Regions from separate parts of the Oryctolagus cuniculus genome. Here region 2 is linked to region 1. The links are chromatin contacts, called in public Hi-C maps. All regions are on one chromosome and are shown on one strand. The core of a region is the stretch at or near the end of the contact, and the rest is flanking DNA. Distances in the headings are between cores, read along the strand shown.

Region 1 (5,644 bases), core at 1,480-3,979:
TTGGCTTTCCATGCCTGAAATACTCTCATGGGCTTTTCAGCCAGATCAGAATGCCTTTAGGGATGATTCTGAGGCCAGAGTGCTGTTTATTTAGGACATCCGCCATTTTATGAGTCTGCTGAGTATCTCGCTTCCCATGTTGATCACTCTCCCCTTTATCTATTCTATCGGTTAGTATTAGCAGGTACTAGACTTGTTTATGTGCTCCCTTTGACTCTTAGTCCTTTCATTATGATCAATTGTGAACTGAAATTGATCACTTAGACTAGTGAGATGGCATTGGTACATGCCACCTTGATGGGATTGAATTGGAGTCCCCTGGTATGTTTCTAACTCTACCATTTGGGGCAAGTCAGCCTGAACATGTCCCAAATTGTACATCTCTTCCCTCTCTTATTCCCACTCTTATGTTTAACAGGGATCACATTTCAGTTAAATTTCAACACTTAAGAATAACTGTGTATTAATTACAGAATTAAACCAGTCATATTAAGTAGAGCAGACAAAAAAAAACTACTAAGAGGGATAATGTATTAAGTTGTTCATTAACAGTCAGGGCTATGCTGATCAAGTCACCGTTTCTCATAGTGTCGATTTTACTTCAACAGACAGGTTTCCTTTTTGGTGTTCAGTCAGTTGTCACCAATCAGGGAGAACATATGGTATTTGTCCCTTTGGGACTGGCTTATTTCACTCAGCATGATGTGTTCCAGATTCCTCCATTTTGTTGCAAATGACTGGATTTCGTTGTTTCTTACTGCGGTATAGTATTCTAAAGAGTACATATCCCATAATTTCTTTATCCAGTCTACTGTTGATGGGCATTTAGGTTGGTTCCAGGTCTTGGCTATTGTAATTGTGCTGCAATAAACATTAGGCTGCAGACCGCTTTTTTGTTTGCCAATTTAAATTCCTTTGGGTAAATTCCAAGGAGTGGGATGGCTGGGTCGAATGGTAGGGTTATCTTCAGGTTTCTGAGGAATCTCCAGACTGACTTCCATAGTGGCTTGACCAGTTTGCATTCCCACCAACAGTGGGTTAGTGTCCCTTTTTCCCCACATCCTCTCCAGCATCTGTTGTTGGTAGATTTCTGTATGTGAGCCATTCTAACCGGGGTGAGGTGAAACCTCATTGTGGTTTTGATTTGCATTTCCCTGATTGCTAGTGACCTTGAACATTTTTTCATGTGCCTGTTGGCCATTTGGATTTCCTCTTTTGAAAAATGTCTATTGAGGTCCTTTTTTAAAGCATAACCTAAACTTTCAATCACTTAAATTAGATGTGAAACATATTAATTAGGCAATTTTTTTTTTTTACTTCAGTCAGGCATTAAGCACTGAGCTAGTGTAATGAGTAAAACAGATATGGTCTCCACACTCAATAAGCACATAGTCTAATAGGAGATCCACTTGAGAAGAAAGTAGGTAAACCTGTAAGCCCATTACTTAAATTTTTGATAGATGTTAAATTGAGTAATGACCAAGGTGTTACAAGAGAGAGAGAGAGAAAAAAAATGGAAGATAGAGAAATGTCATTAAGGCATTTTGGAAGACCTCTCTGAGAAGGCAAACTGTGGGTCCTTGTGAAGACAGAAGCAAAATCTCCCAGCTGAGGGGACAACATACCAGAAAGTCAGTGATTAGGGGAACAAAACCATCTCCTCCTGGGAACTGTAAAAGGCCACTGTGACTGATATTGTCCTCAAAGCATTAGTGATGCTAAGAAACTGGCAAATGTTAATTCTTTATGGACATTTCAATACATTTATGTATCTAGTAGTCAGCTCCCTCTTGAGCTTATCCAGAAAAGAATGTGCTTTCAACAGTACCAAGACTGAAAGCATTTTCACTTAGGAAGGAGAAGGCTGCGTGGCCAGCTTCCTCGGGAGCAGTCTCTTGCCTGGGACTCCAGTCTCAGCAGACATTTCTCCCATCAATAATTTCTTTCTTGTTTCTCACTCCTCTTTTTATCTAAAGTTGTTCCTGCTTCTATGTAATAAGTAACTTGTGCCTCGTAAACTAGTCTGTAGCATTCGTCTTGCTCCTGTCTATATATTTGTCCATCTTTTTGTTCCTCACTCCCTCACAGAGTCGGACTCCCTTCACAAAAGAGAGTAAAAATCCTTCTTACACTGGCAAGCAGCCTTAGGTGCCAGCAGCTCTTCCTACTCCTCTTCTGACATCGTCACTCACCTCAGAGACAACAGGGAACTCACTGAGGGCTCAACCCATTATACATGTAAAGTTTTAGAAAATAAGAACTATGCTCCAAGTGAAACAGTGCCTAGTAAAGCATTCTTTGCCCTACACAGGCATCCGTGCATATTCAACAATTGAATTGGGAGGATAATATTTTCTGGCTGTGTCAAACGTGTAATTCATTAAAAGCACCATCATGATAGCCAAAAAAGTGAATGAAGTAGCAATGGCATGTTCTTGGCAGCTGCTCTCTCGGATAGTCAAATATTTCATTTTAAATTTGGATTTTTCTCTGCTTGAATCTTACCTCAGATTGAAGTCAACATGTTAACGAAAAGGAATGTTTACTTCAATTTGCAATTTTACATTTTAAAACTGCTGATATCATGTGTTAACTTTGCTAGGATTTTATACATTTCAACACAAGTTTTGGCAAAGAACTTTACACTTACATAGCTACTTGGCATGCCAAAAATGCAGTCCCATTCACTCAGCAAGGCCTCTGGGGAAACAAACTTTTCTCCTCCCTTCTCTCTCCTCTCGCCCACACACAAAACAAGATGAAATGACTATGCTCTGTGGGTTACAACTTCTGTTGAGAGCATGATGTAGTAGTCTGAATCAGGCAGTCTGGGTTTGAACCCAGCTTCACCTCTAGCTAAAACTCTTAGCACATGTTTCCTAAGGTCCTTTGTAGCTCTCCAACACTCTAATTAGAATGGTTTCTTTACGTCTGAATTGGTTTCTTTACATTTGAAATGAAGACTGAAGGGGGTCTCCTTAGGAAAAAAGGTTTTCAAACACTTTCAATTAGCTGCTTCAAAACCAGGGACTCTTCCAGTGCCCTGGTTCCTGCAAGTGAGAAGCACAGAAATAAACTTCCCTAGGAAGCCGACAACAGTTCTGGGGAGCAGTTGGCTCAATTCAACAAATGCTCCTGAAAGCCGCTTGATCAAGGGCTAAATCCCCAGCAAGCAGATCAGGGAAGACCGAGCTCTAGCACCTCAGCTCCAGCCCTAACAGGAGGCCCAGTGTTAGCCCTGCCTCTGGGAGGCTTGGCATGGTTATGATACGATCCTAATTCAGACTGTTACCCCTTTGCGATATGAAAGTATTGTGATAATATCTGCTATTTTTAGTCCATTTTTAAAAGCACATTCGGTGCTTTGTCTTATTTGAATACTCAGTCTACACTCTTCCCTCAAGTTTCTTAAAGCAGTTAAACCATGAGAAATAGCTCATGGTCCCTGCATCACTTCTTTTAATGGTTGTAAGGGTAAGATGGAGAAGTCAGGCTCCATCCTGACCCCGCTGTCTCCATCAGAAGCTAAATTGGCCCCTGGCTACCTAAGCAAGGACTTTCCATGGTGAGGCTGGGTGTAGTCCTTCTGTGTCTGTGCATTTGGCAATGGTTCTGGGCTTAGTGAGAGTCCCTGAAAAGGGAAGCACCTAATCATTCCCAGAAGTCTCCACACCTACACAGGAGCCCTTTCATATGAGATCTCCACCATTTACACAGAGTGTTTTTTCTCCTTATCAAAATCTGCACAATGGAAATGACACCAAGGGTCCACGCCCAGTTCTTTGCCTCAAAATAGCAGGGCATTTTTATCTGTCCCGTGGGAGTAAACTTCCCAATTAATAAAATAAACAACTGAGCACTCTTGGATAACTCAGTCTTACAAGACCTAAGCCTGTCATTCTCCCTCTCAGTTGATCTACTTCCTGGCTTTGTGAGTCCTGGTCCTACTATCCTCCTGGATATTTAACTGGACATTTGGGCACTAATCTCCATGGGTAATGACCCACTGTTACCTCCAAATCTTCCAGGCCCATGGGAATGTCCAATTGAACATTCTTTTTCTGTTCTTTTTTGAACCACAAAGTTTTTTTTTTTTTTTTTTTTTTTTTTTGACAGGCAGAGTTAGTGAGAGAGAAAGGTCTTCCTTCCCTTGGTTCACTCCCCTAATGGCCTCCACGACCGGCGCTGTGCTGATCTGAAGCCAGGAGCCAGGTGCTTCCTCCTGGTCTCCCATGTGGTGCAGGGACACAAGGACTTGGACCATCCTCCACTCCTTCCCGGGCCACAGCAGAGAGCTGGACTGGAAGAAGAGCAACTGGGACAGAATCTGGTGCCCCAACTGGGACTAGAACCCGGTGTGCCGGCGCCACAGGCGGAGGATTAGCCTAGTGAGCCACGGCACCGGCCAAACCACAAAGCTTTCTGAGAGCAAACTGGTGAAACAAAGTTGGTGAAAGAGCACCAAACCCTTTCCATGTGCTCACTCACCTTAAACCTCCAAGCAAGTCCTGGTGTGGGCAGTATGTGCAGGGTGGAGACAGCTGGTTCGTTGTGGACCAGCTCTGCAGGAGTCCCCGGGGGTTGTTCCTGTGGGAGAGAATCAGACCTCCACCTGGCAGGGGTGACAGCAATGCCAAGCACAGGTGCACTCCACAGCCGGGTTCAGATCCCATTGCCACCTTCCTCCCCCTCTCCATCAGAGCAAGAAACCACTCTTACTCCCCCATTTTCCCTTAGGTAGAAAGGGACTTAACTTTCCTTGGCTTATTTTCCCCACTTAAAACCAAGACAGCATTCTAGTTCTACTTACTACGGGCTTAACTGCTTTGCCATTCATTAAAGATAAGCTTTGTGATGCTTTCCTCCAGTCAGAATTACTGCATTTTTTAAACAAATGTTGGTTCACTCCCCAAAATGGCCACAATGACCAGGGCTGGGTCAAGCTGAAGCCAGGAGCCAGGGGCTGCTCCCGGGTTTCCCAGGTGGGTGCAGGGACCCAAGGACTTGGACCATCTTCCGCTACTTTCCCAGGCATATTAACAGGGAGCTGGATCAGAAGTGCAGCAACTGGAACATGAACCTGCGTCCATATTAGGATGCCGGTACTAGAGGTGGTGGTCTTACCAGCTATACCACAGCACTGGCCCCTGCATTTTTAAATATAGGTTTAGTCAGTACTTGCCAAGGCATAGTTTGTGTGATTTAATTTTCACTGTTCTTTGGGAAATTGCCAGTACTTAAACATGTTTTGATAGGCTTTTGTTTTTCTCCAAGGTAATCACAAAAGAAAACATTGAGAAAGTCCAGGTACTTGGCTTCTTGTCTTATTCCCTCAGATACATCTTCCCACAGTCACCAGAGTGATTCATCCACAGGGCAAATTCAACCACACCACTCCTTTTCTTACCAGTCATTAGGGGGCTCCACTTTGACCCCAGGATTATTAACAGGCATTAGAGATTTGTTTATTTATTTGAAAGGCAGAGTTAGAGAGAGAGGAAGAGAGACATTCTACCCTCTGGTTCATTCTCTAAATGGGCACAAGGGCTGGGGCTGAGGCAGGAGCTTCATCAGGATCTCCCATTTGGCTGCCAGGGGCCCAAGCACTTGGGCCATCTTTTGCTGCATTCCCAGGCACATTAGC
Region 2 (6,209 bases), core at 3,136-5,635, 220 kb after region 1:
CCCTTGCCTATTTTCCTGGTGGACTATGGTCTTTTTATTGTTTATTTGTAGAAACAACTTTTTAGTACAACCATTAAGCCTTTGGTTCTGACAAAAATTAAAAATATGTTATCTCCAAAAAATAAAATTAAAATAAGAAAAAAATAAAGCAATGACATAATGAACACATAAACAAGACCACCAATCTCTTAAATAACCCTTGTTATATTAACTTAAGTGTTCCTTTTACAGTGATTTTTTTTTTTTACAGTTAATTCCTTCCATAGATAGTATAATCTTCTGGTTCATTGTTTTTTTTCCAATCAAAGATAACATTAATGGCTGCTAGAGAGGCCTGCAAATCCTCCCACAATGCACACAATGAGGAAATTTTCCTTACCAAAATGTCTCAAGGATCTTAATTGAGTAACCCTGCTTAGCCTTGTCTTTGGTTCTAAAATCTTCTTTCTTATGTTGTTTTATTGAAAGAAGAGCATTTCAAAAAAATGTTTTAACATAGATATAAAAATTTGTTATCAGCTCATCAATCAAATGATACAAACAAATAACACTAAATATCCAAGTCATGACACCGAGCAATAGTCAGAATTCTTGGTTACATGGAGCAGAAAACAGTTTAAAAATCTGATCTGCTGGAAGAGTTTAGGTAAGCTTTGAGAATACATGGGAAGGTTAGAAAACCCAACACAACCTGGAACCAAGAAAAGCAAGTAACTGCCAATACCCTAACAGAATAGTCTGTATAGAACACTGGGCAAATTAAACTACATTATACCTTGCACAATGGCATGAGACTCACCCTTTCCAGGAATTCTGGGCAGTCACTCGTTGACCATGACACTTAGTAGATTACATAAGGAAATTCTTGAAAATCATAACAATAAATGCAATGCTAAGTTTATATGATCTTAGCTGAACCCAGTTCCTTGTATAATTCTTCCTTCCAGAAGGCACATTTTATTCTTATATTGCTTTGAACAGCTTTTTCTGAAAACTGCAATTGAAATCTCAACCTCAGTGAGAGTTTTCTTTTCTCTTAAGTTATTTGACTCTTTCATGAAGCTGCAGATCAACACACACACACACACACACACACACACACTGAATTCGACTAAATACAACATTTGTATTGCTTCATTTCATGATTCTTAAGACCTAGACATGGATTCACTGCTCCACAGAGAGCAACCTAACATCAAGAACATCTCCCAGTGAGGACCATACCCTACTTGCTTTGAATTAATTCTCTTCTGTAGTTCTGGACATCTTCAGGAGCACATCCCTGGGTATAAGGTGTGTGACTGAGACAGGGTGGGGGTGTCACTTGGTAACTGAGGAATGTTAATGAGACACCCTTTAGATATCCTCAATCAAAGCTAACACCTCCACTAGTTTCTCTAGGTGGCCTTTCCTCTGTAATGCAGCTACTGTATAAAATTTGCCATTAATCTGTATTTGCAGGCTGGAAGAGCAGAGAACATGTCCCTAAACTGGTTTCTGATTATATAGAAAAGAAGTTTAATCTTGAACCACTAATTACCCATACTTTGAATCTTGATAAAATAAATGAAGCAAGTGAGTTAATGAAGACTGGAAAATGGTAAGTCGCTGACACAATTTTATGTCTGTATGTATAGTACAAGAGAAGGGGTGTGTGGGACTGACAGGCGAGAGGGGTCATTTCTGCTGCAGAACGTACAGGCAGAGTTGAAGCTTTCAAACCCTGTAAAGCATGCCCTCCCATTCTATATTTTGTTTTATGCAAAGCATATGAACTATGTAATTGATAATATGCAATTTCCCATCTACTCTATCATTAATACTTTTTCCCAATTTGGCATTTTGTTTGCATGACACATTAACCAATGAAGCCAGCTCACAGAATTATAACCCAAGTATAAGAACATAATTTTCCAAAATGTCACTTTAATTGTTGCTATTATATTTCATGGGGAAAATTATCCAGAATTACAAATTATTTTTTTTAGCCATAAACTTGGCATTGGCAATCCCCAGAGGAGTACAAGCCTGCTTACCTCTTACTTATTCTGGTGAACCATGTCAAGAACAAATTTGAAATCAAAAATACAAATTTTACTTGGGAAATGTTTCAATTTATTTTATTTTCATTTTAGTATCCGCTGTGTCCTGTTACCTTAAGTACAACGTAATTTCTGAAAGAGCTGCAGTATCTTTCTTCAACTGAATTGCATTCACTGTGATTATCATGATTAGAAGAATTATCCACACAATATTTTCTTGTTTCTGATTAACTCGACAGTGGTCTCATATCTGGATTCTGCTCTCAGCATAAAGGTTCATAAAGGTTGTCTTATGTAACCCTGTGTCACCAAGGATCATCCTACCTTTTAGAACCAGATTGTCTGGTTAAGTTATACAATAACAGACTCTTGAGACATCAACAAATTTGTTCCAAGATGCTCCATTTTCATAGTTGCCTAAACTTTTAGGCCTATATTTCCTTGTACTCTGCTGTACTATACTATGCGGGACTAGACATGCAGTTCTTCTGATTTTATATCAAAGAAACAAAACTCCCAGTCGAATTTACTGAAAACTCAGATTGACCTGAATCAGGTTAACCAACCTGCAAACCATCACCAAGGAGACTACACATATCTCCTCAATTCTTACCTCTTCTTTCCTGGATAGCCAAAGGAACTTCAAATTCCTTTTCAACTGGCAAGAAAAACGTAGCTGCCAGCAGTTCATATTACCTTGTTTCCTAACTAAGGCATCTAGGAAATCAGAAGAAGACAAATGGGGAAATGGGATACTGTTTTATTCATCAAGATGCACACTCTGTAGGAGGCAGTTGTGGCCTTAAATAAAGCTGTGCCTCATTCCACTCTTCACAGAAAAGGCATATATTGTTCTTATTAACGTTTACCATAGAATCTTACCTCCAAGAACAGGCTGAGGGGAAAACAAGACCCAATACTGGTTTACAATCAGTGTCCTTCTACCCAGACCATGTAACTTTTTACTCAAAGCCCCTTAATTGTCCTGGAACTTGGATTAAGGTGAAGGTGAATGGCTCTCTTAGGAAATCCCTTCCTTCCCCATCTCCATTACTTTTTTTAAGTGTAGATCCAAAGAGTCTTTAAGAACCCCATACACACAGCAGGAGCTCCCTTTCTACTTAAACTCTTCTGCTCTAGTTTGGTCTCCTCTGGATCTGGGGCCCTGGATCAAACAGGGGCTGCTGCATGACCGTAATCCATACTGAACTTGCAAGACCAGGAAATGAAACCCTGTAGTTTCATGATATAAGCCAGGCCAGGAAAGAGTGCTGCATGCCCAGTCAATATCTCCCATCATGTTCATCACATGACGTCAGGGGGATTTCATAAAACTTTGATTCCCAAACCAAAGAGAAGCATCATGAGGTGGGAATCCTGTCTTTCCCCTCAGGTGTCTGCTTTCTAAGGGGTTCAGTGCTCTCAACCCTATTCAGTCTGCAGTTGGAATGGCTCTGCTCCATCCCCCCAAATCTGACCAGAAAATCCATGTCCACATTTGTTCCAGTTCCTGAGGACAAAACGGAGTCCTGCTCTGTCCACAAATTAAACTTAATAGCTGTGAGCTGTAGGAGTGTTGAGGAGTTGGAAAAAATCACACCTTTCTCAGAAATATTTTATTGTACACAATGCCCACTATTTTTTTTTTTTGCTTCAATAAAGACAAAATCTTTAAGCTACTTTGTGTGTTGGTGTTGTAAATCATTGAAAATTTTATCAGATTTGATCGTAAATGCAGAACTTTTTTTACTGATACATGCTCAAAAAGACCAATGATCATACACATCAGTCTAGACCCATTCACTGTTATTGTTAACTTTCAAGCAATAGTTGACCATTAACATCAGGTCCTGCAACTTTCTGTGAATAGACTCTGAAGCCTGCCTCTAAAGAGCCCCACATCTTAAACCACACAACTGAACAAAATCCTTCTTTTCAATCTCTGGGCACTACACTTCTCTGGATGGACACTGAACTAGGGGGCAGTTTCTTGTCTCTACTAAAGTAACCTAATCCTAGACCCATACCCTAGGTATCCAGCCTCCAGGGAGAACTATAGCCTTTGCCTGCAAAATGAAAATCTTTAAAATTTTCAGACATTCTTGGCTACCACGTAGACAATAATAAATAAAGTATTCTCTACAATATAGAAGCCCCTTCCAGTTAACACATAACCTGAAGGAAGATGCCCAATTCTAGCACTATGAACTATCAGACATTAATAGTTAGTGTCTCCTGATAATTTGCAAGTGAAAACCATCAGCTTCTGCCTATTCAATACATCAGTGTTGGCACAAGTTCCTGAAATGTTTTAACTCCTGTACACATTCCCAATTTTCTACTAAATTTTCTAGGTTAATACCACAGCTCTCTCTAGTGTTGTAATTTGGCATTGGTCTACACCATAATTTACTTCTCTCATTTATTGTATTCTGATATCATTCATAATCCAGAAGGCTGATCACTAGAATCACTGACATTAATCTGAAGAAGCAATTTGCTTTTCTTTGCCTTTTTGATAATCATTTACTCAATCATGTATTTACCCAACACACATTTCTTCAGTAATGTAGGTGGTGTTAGAGATTCAGAAATGACTGGTACAGCTTGAAAATCATAAAATAGATATGAAAAAGGATAAAGTACAGTATAATAAACTTTATATCAGAGAAATAACCAAACAGGAGACAATTCCACCTAGCACAGATTAAAGTTCACAGATAAAGTAAACTTTGAGCTGAGTTTCAATGGATACACTATGTTGAAAAAGAGCATTTAGAACTAAGGTAAATGCATAAAGTTCAAGGTGGTAAAAGAATATGTCTATCATGGTGCACATGATAAAAAAGGAAGAAAGGGAAGGCATGCACAGCCTATAGTGAAGAGGCAGAGGACTGAATTCTTTGATCATGCTTACTCATAGAAGTTCTTCAAGAATTTAATTCTATAGATAAGGGAAATTCACAGAATCATTTAATGAGAGAATTGCCATGTTTTCATAAAACATGAGTTTGACAGCACTGACAAAGGAGGAGAGTGTGGGGAGGACAGAGACTGGAAGTAGAAAGAATAATTGAGAAACGGTGCATTCAAATGGATTAGAAAATATCTTAGAACTAAAACCAATTGCTGTGATTACAGTTCACATGCAAGTCCTTGTGGCTGCAGCAATCAGTGCCTCACTCACACCCCTGAGAATTCACCACTTCTTTGGGCCTTGTTGCCTTCCAGCTGCCAATGTCAGCACTGCCATGCCTGAGGTCTTTTGCCAAAATTACAGGTCAATCTGCCCACTCATGGTTGAGTAGTCCAGAAGTTTCAGGGAATTTAAACCCTCCCTAATGGCCCCAACAAATGTCTGGGAGAAGTTTCTATAAAATATACAGTCCAGAAAGTAATCCCATGAAATTAAACACTACACTTTGGTAGCTGACTTATCATGCACACTTGAACCCAATTTCATGGCAGCATTATTTACAATAGCCATGGTGGAGGCGCTGTGGCTCACTTGGTTAATCCTCCACCTTGCAGTGCCAGCATCCCATATGGTCCTGGGTTCTAGATTTGGTTGCTCCTCTTCCAGTCCAGCTCTCTGCTGTGGCCCGGGAAGGCAGTAGAGGATGGCCCAAGTGCTTGAGCCCTGCACCCGCATGGGAGACCAGGAGGAAGCACCTGGCTCCAGGCTTCAGATCAGAGGAAAACCAAGTGTCCATTGATGAATTAATGGGTAAACAAAATGTTATATATACATGCAATAGAATATTATTTCAGTCTTAAAAAGGAAATAAATTCTGACACATTCTACAACATGGATGAATATAATAGATATTATGCTAAGTGAAATAAACCAGTCTCAAAAGTATAAATATCATCCGATTCTACTTACCTGTAGTCCCTAGAGTAGTCAAACTCATACAGAGAGTAGAATGATGGTTAGCAGAATCTAGGGGGAGGGTAGAATGGGGAATTCAGGTTTAATGGGGATCATTTTCCTTTGCCCAAAGGAAGGTGGATGGTGGGGATGGTTTCACAATAATGTGAAGATACCAAGTGTTCTCAAACTGTCAACATTGTTTTTTTTTTTTTTAATTTGACAGGCAGAGTTAGACAGTGAGAGAGAGAGAGACAGAGAGAAAGGCCTTCCTTCCGTTGGTTCACCCCACCCCA

What was found. Hi-C and Micro-C count contacts between places; a contact is called where the count stands out from the background.
Region 2: a contact with region 1 is called in a Hi-C map of an unstated tissue, with 4 times the contacts expected there. The contact joins two enhancer-like sites. A contact is called at or near these places in 2 of 6 Hi-C or Micro-C datasets (ear pinna and an unstated tissue).

Annotation. Positions count from the first base shown.
Region 1 is chr8:65,862,847-65,868,490 of mOryCun1.1, forward strand. No RefSeq gene overlaps it. Among named protein-coding and RNA genes, the nearest start is that of C8H4orf17, 37 kb to the left of the region's middle. Within about 2 kb of position 2,730, at least 1 of the 8 cell types and tissues checked has an H3K27ac peak or open chromatin away from gene starts, as enhancers often do.
Region 2 is chr8:66,082,561-66,088,769 of mOryCun1.1, forward strand. It overlaps LOC100343992 (alcohol dehydrogenase 6), which reads left to right. Exons shown (of 9, transcript XM_008267572.4): 8 at 1,462-1,600; 9 at 2,136-3,721. The coding sequence ends at 2,160. Among named protein-coding and RNA genes, the nearest start is that of ADH2-1, 58 kb to the right of the region's middle. Within about 2 kb of position 4,386, at least 1 of the 8 cell types and tissues checked has an H3K27ac peak or open chromatin away from gene starts, as enhancers often do.